3 separate regions of the Mus musculus genome follow, and regions 1 and 2 are each linked to region 3. A link is a contact called in public HiChIP or PLAC-seq and promoter capture Hi-C data. All regions are on one chromosome and are shown on one strand. Each heading gives the region's core, a stretch centred on a gene start, on an enhancer-like site or on the middle of the called end of the contact. The rest is flanking DNA. Distances are from core to core; before and after follow the strand shown. Region 1 holds the start of Atxn7 (ataxin 7). Region 2 overlaps Slc4a7 (solute carrier family 4, sodium bicarbonate cotransporter, member 7). Region 3 holds the start of Il3ra (interleukin 3 receptor, alpha chain).

The links. HiChIP or PLAC-seq counts read pairs in DNA pulled down with a chosen protein or histone mark. Capture Hi-C pulls out chosen DNA fragments and counts their contacts.
Region 1: a promoter capture Hi-C map of adipose tissue shows a contact between it and region 3. The contact joins the promoter of Atxn7 here to the promoter of Il3ra in region 3. A contact is called at or near these places in 1 of 484 Hi-C or Micro-C datasets (the G1E-ER4 cell line), 4 of 115 datasets of contacts at active chromatin or transcription factors (embryonic stem cells, extraembryonic endoderm stem cells, memory CD8 T cells and 1 more) and 2 of 9 other capture datasets (adipose tissue and liver).
Region 2: a contact with region 3 is called in an H3K27ac HiChIP or PLAC-seq map of acute myeloid leukemia, with 4 times the contacts expected there. The contact joins the enhancer-like site here to the promoter of Il3ra in region 3. A contact is called at or near these places in 1 of 484 Hi-C or Micro-C datasets (bone marrow-derived macrophages), 3 of 115 datasets of contacts at active chromatin or transcription factors (acute myeloid leukemia, bone marrow-derived macrophages and large pre-B cells) and 4 of 9 other capture datasets (adipose tissue, embryonic stem cells, liver and 1 more).

The regions. Positions count from the first base shown.
Region 1 is chr14:14,008,994-14,013,830 of GRCm38.p6, reverse strand. Atxn7 (ataxin 7) reads right to left here and starts at 1,340. Exons shown (of 12, transcript NM_139227.4): 1 at 1,081-1,340; 2 at 462-758; 3 at 176-244. The coding sequence starts at 747.
Region 2 is chr14:14,798,653-14,803,443 of GRCm38.p6, reverse strand. It overlaps Slc4a7 (solute carrier family 4, sodium bicarbonate cotransporter, member 7), which reads right to left. Exons shown (of 26, transcript NM_001360504.1): 26 at 3,501-4,791. Among named protein-coding and RNA genes, the nearest start is that of Nek10, 20 kb to the left of the region's middle. Within about 2 kb of position 2,478, at least 42 of the 459 cell types and tissues checked have an H3K27ac peak or open chromatin away from gene starts, as enhancers often do. A contact at or near this core is called in acute myeloid leukemia and bone marrow-derived macrophages, where this site is marked.
Region 3 is chr14:14,345,199-14,350,155 of GRCm38.p6, reverse strand. It overlaps Il3ra (interleukin 3 receptor, alpha chain), which reads right to left and starts at 3,661. Exons shown (of 12, transcript NM_008369.1): 1 at 3,644-3,661; 2 at 2,968-3,146; 3 at 2,088-2,242; 4 at 1,212-1,335; 5 at 784-913; 6 at 1-121. The coding sequence starts at 3,025.

The sequences.
Region 1 (4,837 bases), core at 91-2,590, 330 kb after region 3:
TTGCTGCCCATTACAGAGAGCCCCTAGAAATGAGATTTCTTCCTAAATGTTCTACCCACCCTCTTCCATCCTCTTCAGCAGAGACCTCAATGTGGCAAGCAGGGAAGGTGGGCTGAAGCAACAAGAAAACTTCCCCAAGGTTGGGTACAAACTCCACCAGGGGGGCTGGACTCACCTTCCCGGCAGAGCCCCATGACTTCGCGGTTTTTCCCAAACTCCTTGAAACTTTCATCCAATTCGGTCCCTAGGAGATATACACACACAGGAGGAGGGGAGAGGCAGGTCAGTGGCTAGGAGTGTGACGCACGCTCACGCACGCTCCGGGTAGGTGTGGGCACCCAGCAGAAGATAGCATCTCTGACCCCCGTGGGGGCGGCCACAGGACACGGCGCGGGGGAGGGGATCGGGGCCAGAGGAGGGGGGCGGGGGGGCGGGGGGAACCAGGAGGCGTGGACACTCACCATCCTTCCCAGGAAGTTTGGAAGCTTCCACCCACAGATTCCACGACTGTCCCAGCATCGCTTCGGGACTGGGCAAGGGCCTGCGCTCCCCAACCGTCGCCATGGCGGCGGCCGAGGTGGTGGTGTCCCCGGTGCCGCCGTCCTCCGCCCGTGGGCGCCGCAGCGGCGGGTGCTGCCGCTGGGGCTGCAGAGGCTGTGGCTGCTGCTGCTGCTGCCGGGCGGCCGCTGCTCCGCCCGCCGCGCGGCGCGGCTCCCCCCTGACGTCATCCGCGGCCCGCTCCGACATTCTTTCCGCTCCTACAATGTAACAAAAAGGGGGAAAAGAGTGGCGCGGGGGCCGCTTTTAAGGAGGCTCCGCGGAGTTCCGGCGGCGTGCGCGGCCCGCAGGCCCGCGGTGCTGTCAGCCCCCGGCCCCTGCCGCCGCCCGCCTCCCCGCCCGGGCGCAAAGTCCGCGGCGCCACCGGCTTTCGCTTTCGCCTCCCGCGGCCCTCGTAGGGCGCCGGCTGCGGCTGCCACTGCGGCGCTGGCCGCCCTGCCGGGCCCGGCTCGGGAGGCCAGCGCCCGGAGCCGAACTGCCGCGACCTCAGGCCTGCCTGCGCCCCGGCCCGCGGCTGCCCACCCTGCGGGCGCTCGCATCCCGGCCCAGCCGGCAGCCCCGCTCCTTCCTTCCGTCCGCGCGTCCGTCCGAGCGGCGGCGCCCGGCCGGCTCCCTTAAGCGGAGGCGCCTCCTGTCGCCTCCTCCCCCTCGCCGGTCCCTCCCTCTCTGCTCGCTCCGGCGAAGTTTGCACGTCAAGCCCCCGGAGTGGAGCCAGGGCGAAGTCGGAAACGCAGCCACCTATGGAAGAGCCTGCCGGTCGGCCCCGGCGCAGTAACGAAAGCGTCGCCCAGGCCCTCCCTCCGGAGCCCCGGGCACCAGCAATTCGCTCTGGGCTCGCGGGAGGCTGCACAGTAGCTGGAGCATGAATGGGAAGCAGCCACTGTGCGGACGCCCAGAAACCAAAGCTGCCAGTGGCAGGTGTGAAAATGCCGCCCAGGTGTTAGCCCAGGCGTCCGCATCGAGCCCCTGCTGCTTGGCCAGCCAGGAACGTGCACTTGAGTGCCCACAACTGAAGGTCACACTGTGTCCTGCGAACTTGAATTTCTTCTCCAGCAAGAAGGAAGCTACAAAATCAGTGTATCACTTTAAAGTTGGGTTGTTAGTCTCTCACTATTTATGGCTGTCTTTCCTAGAATCCGATGAGACCCCCATGGCTTAAGGAATATACCAGACGTTCGTCAGATTTGGATCACAAATTAATAAGCACTAGCACATACAGTCACCCCCTCCCCGACCATCAAACAAGTAAAGCACAGGAGTGGACCACCACAGGGTGCCTTTAGTTCCTATTAAGCTGTTATCTCATTTCAGTAAAGCAGCATCTTTTTAGCCTGCTCAGAGCCTCAGGCTTACAGGTGCCTTCTGGGACTGTATGAAGAGGTGAGCTTTCTCGACTTGCTGCTATTATCTGTTGGCTTTGGGGGGGGGGGCAAATATTTAGTAAGACAGATGTGACCAACATCTCTGTTGAAGTACAAAAAACCTTTCAAATGTTAAAATGAACGCAAAAGTGCATATGAAAATGTTTCCATAATATATTAAAGCCAGGACTTGGAGAAGGGGTTTGACATAGGTGCAAGTTTAAAAGCTTGAGCTGGGTGTGGTATGCACCCAGAGTCCCCAGTGTTTGGGAGGCTGAAGCAAGTGTGCAGCATCGTAATACAGGTGAGACTGAGAAACACAGTAAGAGCTTGTCTTAAATAAATAAAGCAGAAACACAATTTCTGTGAGACACATTTAGAAATGTGTCTATAGGGTCCCCCCCCCCCACTGGATTGCACACCAAGAAATCCAAAAAGGAATCTGCTGAGTGTTTATCAAAGGACAGTTGCTTTTTGAACACTCAGGCTATACACCTACATACAGATTCAACTAACTGAAGTTTGGAATATATTTTCCTTAATTTAAAAACTGAGCCTGGCATGGTGGCACACATCTTTAATCCCAGCACTTGGGAGGCAGAGGCAGGCGGATTTCTGAGTTCAAGGCCAGCCTGGTCTACAGAGTGAGTTCCAGGACATCCAGGGCTATACAGAGAAACCCTGTCTCGAAAAACCCAAAAAATTAAATAAATAAATAAATAAATAAATAAATAAAAATAAATAAATACTGTATCCATGCAGGGCAGTTACATATTTTTTAAAATTTATCTAAATACAATGTAACAACTATTTACATAGAATCTACATTTTATGTAAGTACTGTAAGTAATCCCGAGGTGATGTGCTGTAGACTGAGAGATGGTGTATAGGTTTTGTGTCATTTTATAGAAGGGATCTGAGCATCTGTCAATTTGGGATTCTGTGGGAGTCATGGAATATCAAGAGATGACTTTTAAATTTAAGATTTTTAAATCTAAAAAATAATTTCTGTAATAATGAGCAAGGTTAGAATACATATTACCATTACTAACATAGCTTGTGTGTCTCCAATGCAGGTTTTCAAATTTTTCATTAATCTAGATTCATTGAAACATTTGCATAAATGTTTCCCAAGATGTAATATATATGACTTATTTATTAGTTTGGATTTTGTAATTCTACATTTGTGATAAATTAAAATATGAATTCTACTGGTCCTTGGAATTGCTAACTTAATGTAGAGCTTAGATAGAAGCACTATCGATGAGATACCAAGACCATAGCTATTGGATACTCAAAACAAAAGCACTTAGGTACCACACTTGGGAGATTGTATCCTGAGTACAAACATTCTGATTGCTGGACAGATAGGTTGAGAAAGAAAGAAAAGTGAGAATAGAGAACATGAAGCTTGACCTCACTTCCTAAAGATACTGCTTTCACAATTCATTGCTTGATCCTTCTGCCTTCACAACACTAATGGAACTTCTAACCAATAAAGATCAATATGGCAATTTGATTTCTGCTTGATAATTCTTTCATTTTCAAAGTTTTTTATCTCGTATACTAAGAACAGGTCTTAAAATTATAAATACAAGATCTCAGCATCACGATAGTTACTAAAACACATCAATAATACCTATTGAGCACCAAGGTACAAGGGACATGCCACTAGGTACTTTAGCACACTGTTTTAATATTAACCATTTTATACAGTCCACGTTGAACTATTTATAACTGACAAAGAGGCTAAGTGGTGGCATACACCTTTAATCCCAGTACTGGCGAGGCAGAGGCATGTGGCTCGCTGTGAGTTCAAAATCAGATTATAGAGTGATCTCCAGAGCAGCCAAAGCTACATAACAGAGAGAACTTGTCAAAAAACAAACAAAACGAAATGAAAACAAAACAAGTAACAAGAAAGGGAGGTGGGGCTCCAACGCCAGCCTCTTTTTGCTAGATTGAGAAGGAGCTCGTCCACTTACAAGTAAGCAACCTTGGGCACGTTACCAGTTTCCTAATATGTCAATACCCTAATCTGTAAAATGGAGATAAGGCCAGGCTTCTAAGGACTACAGGAAACGATCCTTTGAAAGCACTTGGTACCAAGACTAAGTTATTATTCTGACTTGCATCAGACTGAGCAACTCAAACCCTGAATGCAAGAGTATCTGTAGCATTGCATATCATGACATTTACTACCAAGTTAAAGATGATGCGGAGGAAAGCAGATCCCGGCACTTCCCAGCCAGGTCCTCTTTGTCTTTACCACCCATCAAAAGTCCTACTAGTTTATAAAAATGACAGATTCTAGTATTATCTGCAGTTGTTTTAGGACTCCTAATTAGTAGTTTGAAGGAGTTACCAATAGAAGCAAAAGAAAGAAAGTGTGTCTGCTATTCAAATGTTGGCAACCTTTTAAAAGTATTCCTTATACAAAGAACATTGTTTGTGAACAATAATAAAACAGAAATCCAAATACTTAGTTTTTCCTGTCAGGAAAGAAACTAATGACCTTGTTTATAAATATTCCATCCTCCATACCCCCTCCAAACTATAAAGAGAATGGGCCATACAACTTATACACATTTAATATAGTTATAATATGCTAGTTAGTATGTCTTATATAGAATTAATACTTCAATATGTCAATACCTGTTGATACTTTAAATAATAGATATCTTGGGGCTGGAGAGATGGCTCAGAGGTTAAGAGCACTGGCTGCTCTTCCAGAGGTTCTGAGTCCAATTCCCAGCAACCACATGGTAGATTACAACCATCTGTAATGGGATCCAATGCCCTCTTCTGGTGTGTCTGAAGACATGACATTGTACTAATATAATTAAATTAAATAAAATCTTTAAAAATATATATATATATACTTAATATGTATATTTTAAAAAATAATAGATATCTTG
Region 2 (4,791 bases), core at 1,229-3,728, 450 kb before region 3:
ACTAGGCCATCTTTTGATACATATGCAGCTAAAGACAAGAGCTCCCGGGTACTGGTTAGTTCATATTGTTGTTCCACCTATAGGGTTGCAGTTCCCTTTAGCTCCTTGGGTAATTTCTCTAGCTCCTCCATTAGGGGCAAGATCATTTTGTAGCTTTGCAAAGTGACACATTTTCCAGAAAGTCTGCATAAAAGAAAGAGAGAGACAGAGAGAGAGAGAGAGAGAGAGAGAGAGAGAGAGAGAGGGAGAGAGAGAGAGAGAGAGAGAGAGAGAGAGAGAGAGAGAGAGAGGGAGGAAGGAAGGAAGGAAGGAAGGAAGGAAGGAAGGAAAAAGAAAAGAAAATTCAATTCACATTAAAATTGCCTTTTTAAAAGGCACAACATGGAGCCTTTAAAAGTACCAAATTAACTCAGTGGTCAGTTTTTTGGTGAGCACAAATCCTAACGATGTCATCTCACTTGCTCTTCACATTGTCTAATTTTCATTCTAGAGCTGTAAATGAGAATGACCTAAGCAGCCTGGCAACTAGTAAGTGAAGGAGAGAGGGCAGGACCACTGGCTCTGTAGAGATAAAACCCAAGGCTGTGATATTGACAACACCCTTGGGCACAGGGCCCTACCGACCTAAGTATGTATAATACTTAAGCAGGTTTTATGTAGTTAATCAGAGTGAAGGTAGCAGTTGTTAAATAGCCACAGTTGGTTTACAAAAGGTAAAATAAAGTTTTTGATTTAGTCAAGAGTCTCTAGGATACCTGCTAGGGTATCTCAGCAGAAGCAAGAGGGCCAGGAATTCAAAGCTAGCCTGGACTACATGAAATAGTACCTCAAAAAATTAAATCAGCAGGGACTAATATCCAATATATATAAAGAACTCAAGAAGGTGGACTACAGAAAATCAATTAACCCCATTAAAAAATAGGGCTCAGAGCTAAACAAAGAATTCTCACCTGAGGAATACCGAATGGCAGAGAAGCACCTGAAAAAATGTTCAACATCCTTAATCATCAGGGAAATGCTAATCAAAACAACCCTGAGATTCCACCTCATACCAGTCAGAATGGCTAAGATCAAAAATTCAAGTGACAGCAGATGCTGTCCAGGATGTGGAGAAAGAGGAACACTCCTCCATTGTTGGTGGGATTACAAGCTTGTACAACCACTCTGGAAATCAGTTTGGCGGTTCCTCAGAAAATTGGACATAGTACTACCGGAGGATCCTGCAATACCTCTCCTGGGCATGTATCCAGAAGATGTCCCAATAGGTAAGAAGGACACCTGCTCCATTATGTTCATAGCAGCCTTATTTATAATAGCCAGAAGCTGGAAAGAACCCAGATGCCCCTCAACAAAGGAATGATACAGAAAATGTGGTACATTTACACAATGGAGTACTACTCAGCTATTAAAAAGAATGAATTTATGAAATTCCTAGGCAAATGGATGGACCTGGAGGGCATCATCCTGAGTGAGGTAACCCAATCACAAAGGAATTCACACAATATGTACTGATAAGTGGATATTAGCCCAGAAACTTAGGATACCCAAGATATAAGATACAATTTGCTAAACGCATGAAACTCAAGAAGAAGGAAGACCAAAGTGTGGACACTGCCCCTTCTTAGAATTGGGAACAAAACACCCTTGGAAGGAGTTACAGAGACAAAGTTAGGGGCTGTGACAAAAGGATGGACCATCTAGAGACTGCCATATCCGGGGATCCATCCCACAATCAGCTTCCAACACCATTGCATACACTAGCAAGATTTTGCTGAAAGGACCCAGATATAGCTCTCTCTTGTGAGACTATGCAGGGGCCTAGCAAATACAGAAGTGGATGCTCACAGTCAGCTATTGGATAGATCACAGGGCCCCCAATGGAGGAGCTAGAGAAAGTACCCAAGGAGCTAAAGGGATCTGCAACCCTATAGGTGGAACAACATTATGAACTACCCAGTACACAGGAGCTCTTGATTCTAGCTGCGTATATATCAAAAGATGGCCTAGTCGGCCATCACTGGAAAGAGAGGCACATTGGACTTGCAAACTTTATATGCCCCAGTACAGGGGAACACCAGGGACAAAAAGTGGGAGTGGGTGGGTAGGGGAGTGGGGGGGGGGAGGGTATGGGGGACTTTTGGGATAGCATTGGAAATGTAAATGAGGAAAATACCTAATAAAATATTTAAAAAAATTAAACCAGGACAAAAATCAAGTAAGAATTTAAAAGTACAGTTGTATACCGGAAATGAAGCACAGCACTGAACTTCAGAACATAAAACCTCAAGGCTGTTGCTTCCGACTAACAGCCAAAGAAGTCATGGAGTAGCATACAAAGTATTTTTGTAAACCCTAACTACCAAGCAGGAAGTCACTGTGAGAAGCTGAAGATTGACTTTGTCTTCTGTAGGATATCAAATGTGCTTCCTATTTTCTACTTCTCCATAAACTAAGTGTAATACTTTGCTTTCTTTTGCTCCATAAGGCAGTATGACACCCTGGCTCTGGATGACAGATGGTTACTCCAAACATAAGGCTCCAGCATGCACTGTGCACTAAGCATCCATGACCCCACAGACGCTCCACTGTAAGGGTAACTATGGGGGCTGAGCCATGCTTCATTATCTTGTAATACAGTTCAATCCTAGGAGACTTACCCATTTTATGTTGTTGTTTCTTTCCTTTACTATCTTGAAATGAATGTCTAAACTACGCCAAGTAAAATGCATTGAGTCCTAAGAATAGCATAAAGTAAGAAAAGACTGGAGAGTAGGCTCAGTGGTTGAAAACATTTGCAGAGGTCAGAATGCAGTTAGTCAATGAAGACCTTTACGTGGGCCATGGAGGGAAAAAGCAGAAGCACAAACTGTTTTGCAAGCACTGGAAATGAGAAAGACAAGACTGACAAGAGAACTCACCGTAGATCAGGGAGGCAGTAAGCACTACCACAAGAAACAGCCCTAAGCGAAGGATCCCCCTCCTGGTAAACAACAGTCACAATAGTCCTATGTGTGGCAAGTGTAAACTACCTCTCCCAAGTGTAACTGAACTTTCCAAAGCTATATTGTTCTTCATCTCACCCCATGGCTTAACAATTTTACAATGAGACACAAGAAGTTCTTCATATGAAAAACAGGAGCGAAGTCAATCCAAGTCAAAATAAAATTAGTCAAGAAAAACGGGCCTTGAGCAGAGAGATGAGTGTTATCAAGAAAATGTTAACACACCACAGGGTAAAGTTTCTACGTTTAAAACAGAAAGCAAAGTTGGACCGGCATTTAAAATAAACATTACCTTCAACATTTCCCAACTATAAAAAACATTTTTTTCTTCTCTTCCCCCCCCTTCCTCCCTCCCTTCCCGGCCTCTCTCTCTTCCCCCTCTTACACAAGAGCTGGGTGCAGGAGGCAGAAGCCACTCACTTTCCGTTCTCCAGCCTCAGCTTAAACAAAAAACATTTGCAGCACTCCTAACAACAAGGTAAAAAACAACAGCCAAGGCCGTGATATGTAGACTTTTATTGCTCTTTCAACTTACAATAACATCTACAGAAAATAGTTTTCTCTAACAATTAGGAAACAAATGTGAAAGGCAGGATGGTTCACATTATAGACTCAGGTAGAGACTTGTACTTCATATAGATGAAAAATATCAGGTCTACAATTTGTTTAATTGACTTTGGATTTTATTATAAAAGAAAATACCATCGCAATTATAAATGTCATAAAAATTGTAATTGTATTGAGAAGTTACACCAAGGTATCAAATATTATATAAATGGACAATAAATTTAAAATTTAATTTAAGCCTAACATAGTAAACATTGGAAGACACCTTACCCCTACAAAGCCAAAACCAAAGGAGCAAAAGAAAAGCTACAGAACAGAAACAATCAATGTGCAAAAAATGATTAGAAACCAGAGAACTGGGGCTTACCCTCTAAGTACATACAGGTTAAAAATGTAAAACAATCTTTATGTGATTCCTTTTGACCATTTACTTTCCAGAAAGTTAAAAGAGACCTTACAATGATCACATCTTATGATTAGAACACTATTTTAAAAGTTGAATGCAGCTTGGCTTTAAATTTACTTTCTAAAAATAAATAATTGTTGGGACTAAATGAAGACAGTTCATGTATTTGCACTACAAATGATAACAATGATGGAATCTACATAAATAAATTTCAGACATGTAAGTTACTTAAATAAACACTCTGAATTACAATGTTCTTTTAATGGCTCACATATCTGACTCTGTCAGGACACACATGCAGAGCTGCACACACTGCTCAAACTTCAGAAAGCTCTGGCATCACACCTCACTGTCAGAGACCATTCTTCTTTCTGAACAATTTTGAACGTGCCTTTGTGAAAGGAAAGCCAGAAAGCGTATACTCAAGCCAAGCCTTCCAGCATGTGGAAGAAACAAACACTTTGGGGATGAAAACAAGAGTTAGTGATTCTCAGCAGTAAACAAATCTTTATAAATACATGCATTAACACACAAAAACATTTCATCCTACATGTCTTAGAGAAAGCTTGGCAAATCTGAACATTGGTATGCCACGAGTTTTAAAAAAGTTAAGAGAGTTAAGAGTGATTTCATACACATACACAAACACTCACACAATATTTTAAAGACCTTGTACTTTAACTTTTGCATATCTAATATTATTAAAAATATATATAGAATCAACCCTTTAGCATTGGGAAGCTAGTTTACTGTTTTCTCAAAAGCTCCTACTTTAGATTGAAATAGCAATAGAAAGGAAATAAGTATCAGATAGTT
Region 3 (4,957 bases), core at 2,412-4,911:
GCCAAGGACAGTGTCGAGGTCAAGGGTGCAGCCTTCATGGCCACCATGAGGGGCGGGGCCAGCGGTGTTGACATCAAGGCTGTGGTAGTGTGGACACTCGCGGTTGTGGGCAGGACCGAGCCTGGTGGCAGGGACAGGGGTCGGGAAGAGAAGTCAGAGGCCCAGAGGCGGGCACAGGAAGTGACACAGGAAGTGAAGTCACACCCAGAGGCCACGCCCACCGAAATATGATGACAGGAAGTGACATTAAGCCCCAAAGAGGAAGCAAGCACAGGAAGTGATGTCATCAGTTCTTGGAGAGGCTCCACCTACCAGGGGAAAAAAAGTACAGGAAATGATGTCACAGCTCCATAAAGACCCCCAACAGGAAGTAAGGACAGGAAGTGACCTCAGAGGCCATGGAGAACATGAAGTCAGTAAGAAAGTGATGTCATAGACCATGCTCATTCAGAAATGATCTGAGGCTCCAACCAAAAAGACTAGAGCACAGGAAGTGATGTCATAGGCTCCGCCTCCCGAAAAATAAGGACAGGAAGTGACACAAGAGGCCCTGCCCACCTGGAAATGAACACAGGAAGTGACATCATCAAAGGTGACCTCACGACCCTGCCCTTTTAAGCCATGGCCCCGCCCACCCAAGATGTGGCCAGAACACCTCCCCAACCCTGCACCACCTGGGAAGTGAGAACAGGAAGTGACGTCAGAGGCCTCACAGAACAGGAAGTGAGGACAAGAAGTGACCTCCCGACCCCACCCTTGACCCCCGTGACCCCTAACACCCACCGCACATCACGCCAGAACATCCGGTAGTGCACGTCACCCGTTGCTTTCGGACCCCGCTCCCATTGGCAGCTCAGCTGCCCCTCATGCACCCAGCAGCGCAGGTCCTGGGCTGCGGCCTCGTGGTCGCCATCTGTGGGGGTTGGGATGGGGTCACTGCGGTCATGATGGAGGGGACAGGGTCAGGGGTCACACACGGGGTTGGGGTCCCATGTTGGGGTCAGGTGTAAGATTTGGGAGCAGGGGTCGCACCCTGGGGTCAAGGGTCATGGGCTGGGGCCAGGGTAGGACCCCTGGTCACACATGGGATCAGAGGTCACACCTGGCATCATAGGGTCACAGCTAGGGTTAGGGGTCACAGTTGGTTCTTGGGGGGGCCAACCCAGGTGTCATGGGTCACGTGGGGGTCACGGAGGCGGGGCCTCACCCACCATCATCTGGGGGGAACTGGATGGATCCTGCCACAGCCCTGTCCTTCCCCAGGAAGACGGTGAAGTTGGTCACATGGCAGAGGGAGAGCGACTGGAATGAGCAGCGGGCAAGCCCGGGGTCAGCCTGCGGGGTCACAGAGGTCAGGGGGCAGGGCAGGGTCAGTGTGAGGGGCGGGGTCACCTGGGGTCAACCTGCATGTCGGCGTCAGCAGGGGTCACCCATACTTGGGGTGAGTGGTAGGGCCAGCACTAATTTGCATTAATTTGTATGAACTTGCATAAATTTGAATTTCATTTGAATAAATATCCACAGGCCCTGATCATGGGCTTTGCATAAATCTGCATGGATTTGCATAACATCATGGTTCCATCTGAGTTTATTTGCATAAACCCAGATGACATCATGTTCTAGCCTTCATAAATTTGCCTAACTCCACCTGGGGTGGGTGGGTCCTGAAGTCTCAGCTCTGCTGGACCAAATTTGCATACACCCAGATGACATCATAGGTTTTCTCCCCCTGCTCATCTCTGCATAAATTTGCACAAGAAGTGACTGGGCAGAGCCTGAAGTGACTGACAGGCAGAAGAGGAAGCAGAGGGCAGGGCCGGATGGGTGGTAGGGGCGGAGTCTGGAATGATTGGCATGGTGAGAAGTTTGTGCTGGGGGCAGGAATAAGACTGGAAGTGGGCATGGCAAGGCATGGAATGCTGGTGGGCGTGGCAGGAAGTGACTGGTGGGTGGGGCCTAGAGTGACTCACAGCAGAAAGTGGGCATGGCCAGGATGACGGACAGTGTGGAGATCCCTACCCACCCAAGCCCCACACCCTGGATGACTGACAGCCAACTCCGCCCACCAACCAGGGCTTGCCCCTCACCCAGACAAAGATGTCCCTGCCCTTCCTGCAAAAAGCCCCTGTCGTGATGTCAGCGCCGGGGGCGGGGTCCCAGCTCAGTGTGTAGTGGGCGGGGTCGATATGCAGGTTCTGGATGGGCGTGGTCACAGCAGTGGGTGGAGCCTCACGGACCGCAGCTGTTGTCAAGGGGAGGTGGGGTGGGGCTTGAGTGACAGGTGACATCATCCACAGTTGTGGGAGGTGCCTGGGCTTTGATTGACACCATTCTCCGTGACAGGAAGTGAGGGGGTGGAAAAGAAAGGAAGTGGGCGGGACTTAGGCTTTGATTGACACCCAGATGACATGAGAGGCAAGTGACATGTCCCTAGGTGACATCATTGGTCCCCTATGACAGAAAGCGATGGGGCGGGGCCTCTCTTAGTGATGTCTTCGACCAGGATGATGATGGCATCCACCATCAGTGGGCGTGGCCTGAGCCTTGATTGACAAGGGGGGGTGCAGAGATGACTTCATTCGCCATGACAGGAAGTTAGTGGGCAGGGCTTGAGCTGAGATTGACACCCGGAGCTGGGACAGGCCAACAAGAAGGGAAGAGCTTAGGGGGCGGGATTTGGGTTTTGATTGACATCTGGGGGTGAGAATGACATCATCCTTCGTGACAGGAAGTAAGGTTTGGGAGAGGAAGCAAAGGGGTGGGACCAGAGCTCTGATTGACACCTGGATGAAGTCACAGAACAGGACAGGAACCGGGTGGATGGGGCATTGGGTGACTGACAGGTGACACCATCCTTCGCCAGGGGGCTGGGCCTGAGTCTTGTGAGACACCCGGGGGTGGGGCCCCGACCGACAGGAAGTGGGGGGCGTGGCCCGAGCATAGGCCCTGCCCCATGAAGACACCTACCCAGATCTGAAGAGTGGGATGCCAGGAGCCCCAGGATGAGCCACAGGTTGGCGGCCATGATAGGAGGGCGGGGCTGGAGCCTCGGAGGCCTGGGGGCGGGGCCGGGGCGTGAGGGGCGGGGCCGGGGCGCAAGCGGACTCCACCTCCTGATCCCGACCCCTTCACGATGCTTCTGGTTCCTGTCATGGTCCATTGCGGTCATTCCCCTGCCTCAGCTGCTCACTCGCGGTTATCCCCCTGCCTCAGCTTCACTGTCCCCAGTGTCACATCGCGAGGCAGGGGTATGGGTATGCCCAGGAGTGAACAGCATGAGGCAGGAGCATGTCCATCAGTGCAGATGACAAGGCAGAGGGATGGCAGCGGTGACCGGAAGCAGAAACGGAGGCTGGAGGATGCTGGCAAGTGAGCGGAAGGAGGGACGGAGTCAGGGAGACGCCCGCGAGTAAACAGTGTGAGGCAGGGGGATGACCACGAGTTAGTTTCTGAGGCAGGGGGATAATCACGATGGACACAGAAAAGCAGAGAGGGAGGGAGCGACGGCTGGGGAATGCCTGTGAGTGAGGATCTGAGGCCAGGAATGATGGCAGTGAGCAGAAGGAAGGACGGAGGCAGGGGGATGACCGCCGAGGCCCCGCCCCCTGACCCCGCCCACCCCCGCCCACCCCGCGGACCGGACCTGAGTGGCGCCCACGGCGCTGGCGGCGTCCGTTCCTGTCCTCGGGGGTCTGGGGGTCGGAACTGCTTACAGGGCAGAGGACTGCGACCCTGCCCGTGACCCCAGAGGCCCCGCCCCGCCCCGACCGCGCCCATGGTCCCGAGATTGAGCAACTTCCTGAGATAGTGGGGGCGGGGCGGGGCCTCGGGAGTCACGCGGGAGGGATGGACGGAGCTGAGGCGGGAGGATGACCGCGATTGCGGGTGATGGGCGGCCACGGCCACGCCGGCCGCGTCATCGCGTTCGTTTATTAAAAAAAAAAAATGAAACTGGAAGTCGTTCCCGTCAGTCACGGGCGAGCGGGCGTGACGTCCTGCCGCAGACAGGAAGTCGCTCTCCTGTCATCCGTTGCAACTGTACTCGCAGTCATCCCCCTGCCTCAGCTCTTTCGTTACTCACGGGAATCCCCCTGCCTCACTCACACCCGCAGTCACTGACAGCTGCCATCATACCCCTGCTTTGTAGCGGTTGTTCACTACCTGCCATCCTCCTGCCTCAGCTCTGCCTCATGCCTGAAGGCATCCCATTGAGACCCACGGAACTTAACTTGTGAGCGGACCCTGCCCTGTCTTCATCCCCCCCCCCCCCCACACACTCTGTGAGAGCAGAGCTCACAGCGGACGTCACAGCTGTGCTTAGGAGGCCGCCCCACCCGGCCCACGCGCACAGAGCTTTGCACACCGCCCCCTCCATAGTGACCGCAGGGTCAGGATAGGCCGGGGATGCCTCACAGGCCGCCTTATTTCCGTTTCCGTTTTTGTTAATGCGGGGGCGCGCGCGCAGCGGAGACGCAGGGGGCGGGGCAGAGGCGCAGAATTTGTCCTGTGCTGCAGTGAAGCTGCTGTTGCCGCCATCCTGGCCACCGCGTCACGTGACCTTTCCTGATCCGAGTCCCGGGGTTGGTGCCCCCTGCAGGACGACGCGTGCGTCCGCTGAAAGTAGCCCTTTGCTGATCCTCACAGCTCTGCCTTAAAAATGAACCTGGGGTGGAGTGAGGTGGGGTGGGGTGGGGTGGGGTTGGGGGGAGGGGGAGAGGGAGAGGCTGGATGGACGAACGGTCGGTGGCTCAGCAGGTAAGACAGACGCTAAGACAGACGGGTACCAGCACAGTGGGGTCTTCATCCCCATGACAGCCTGGCCCTGTGGGGACGACTATGCCTGTGACAGCCTGGTTGTGTGGGAGGACCAGGACAGACTTTGGAGCTTCAGGCCAGAAGATGCATTCCGTGTTAACAGCTCTGTGGGATGTTAGATAATGATGAGAACAGTGCAGAC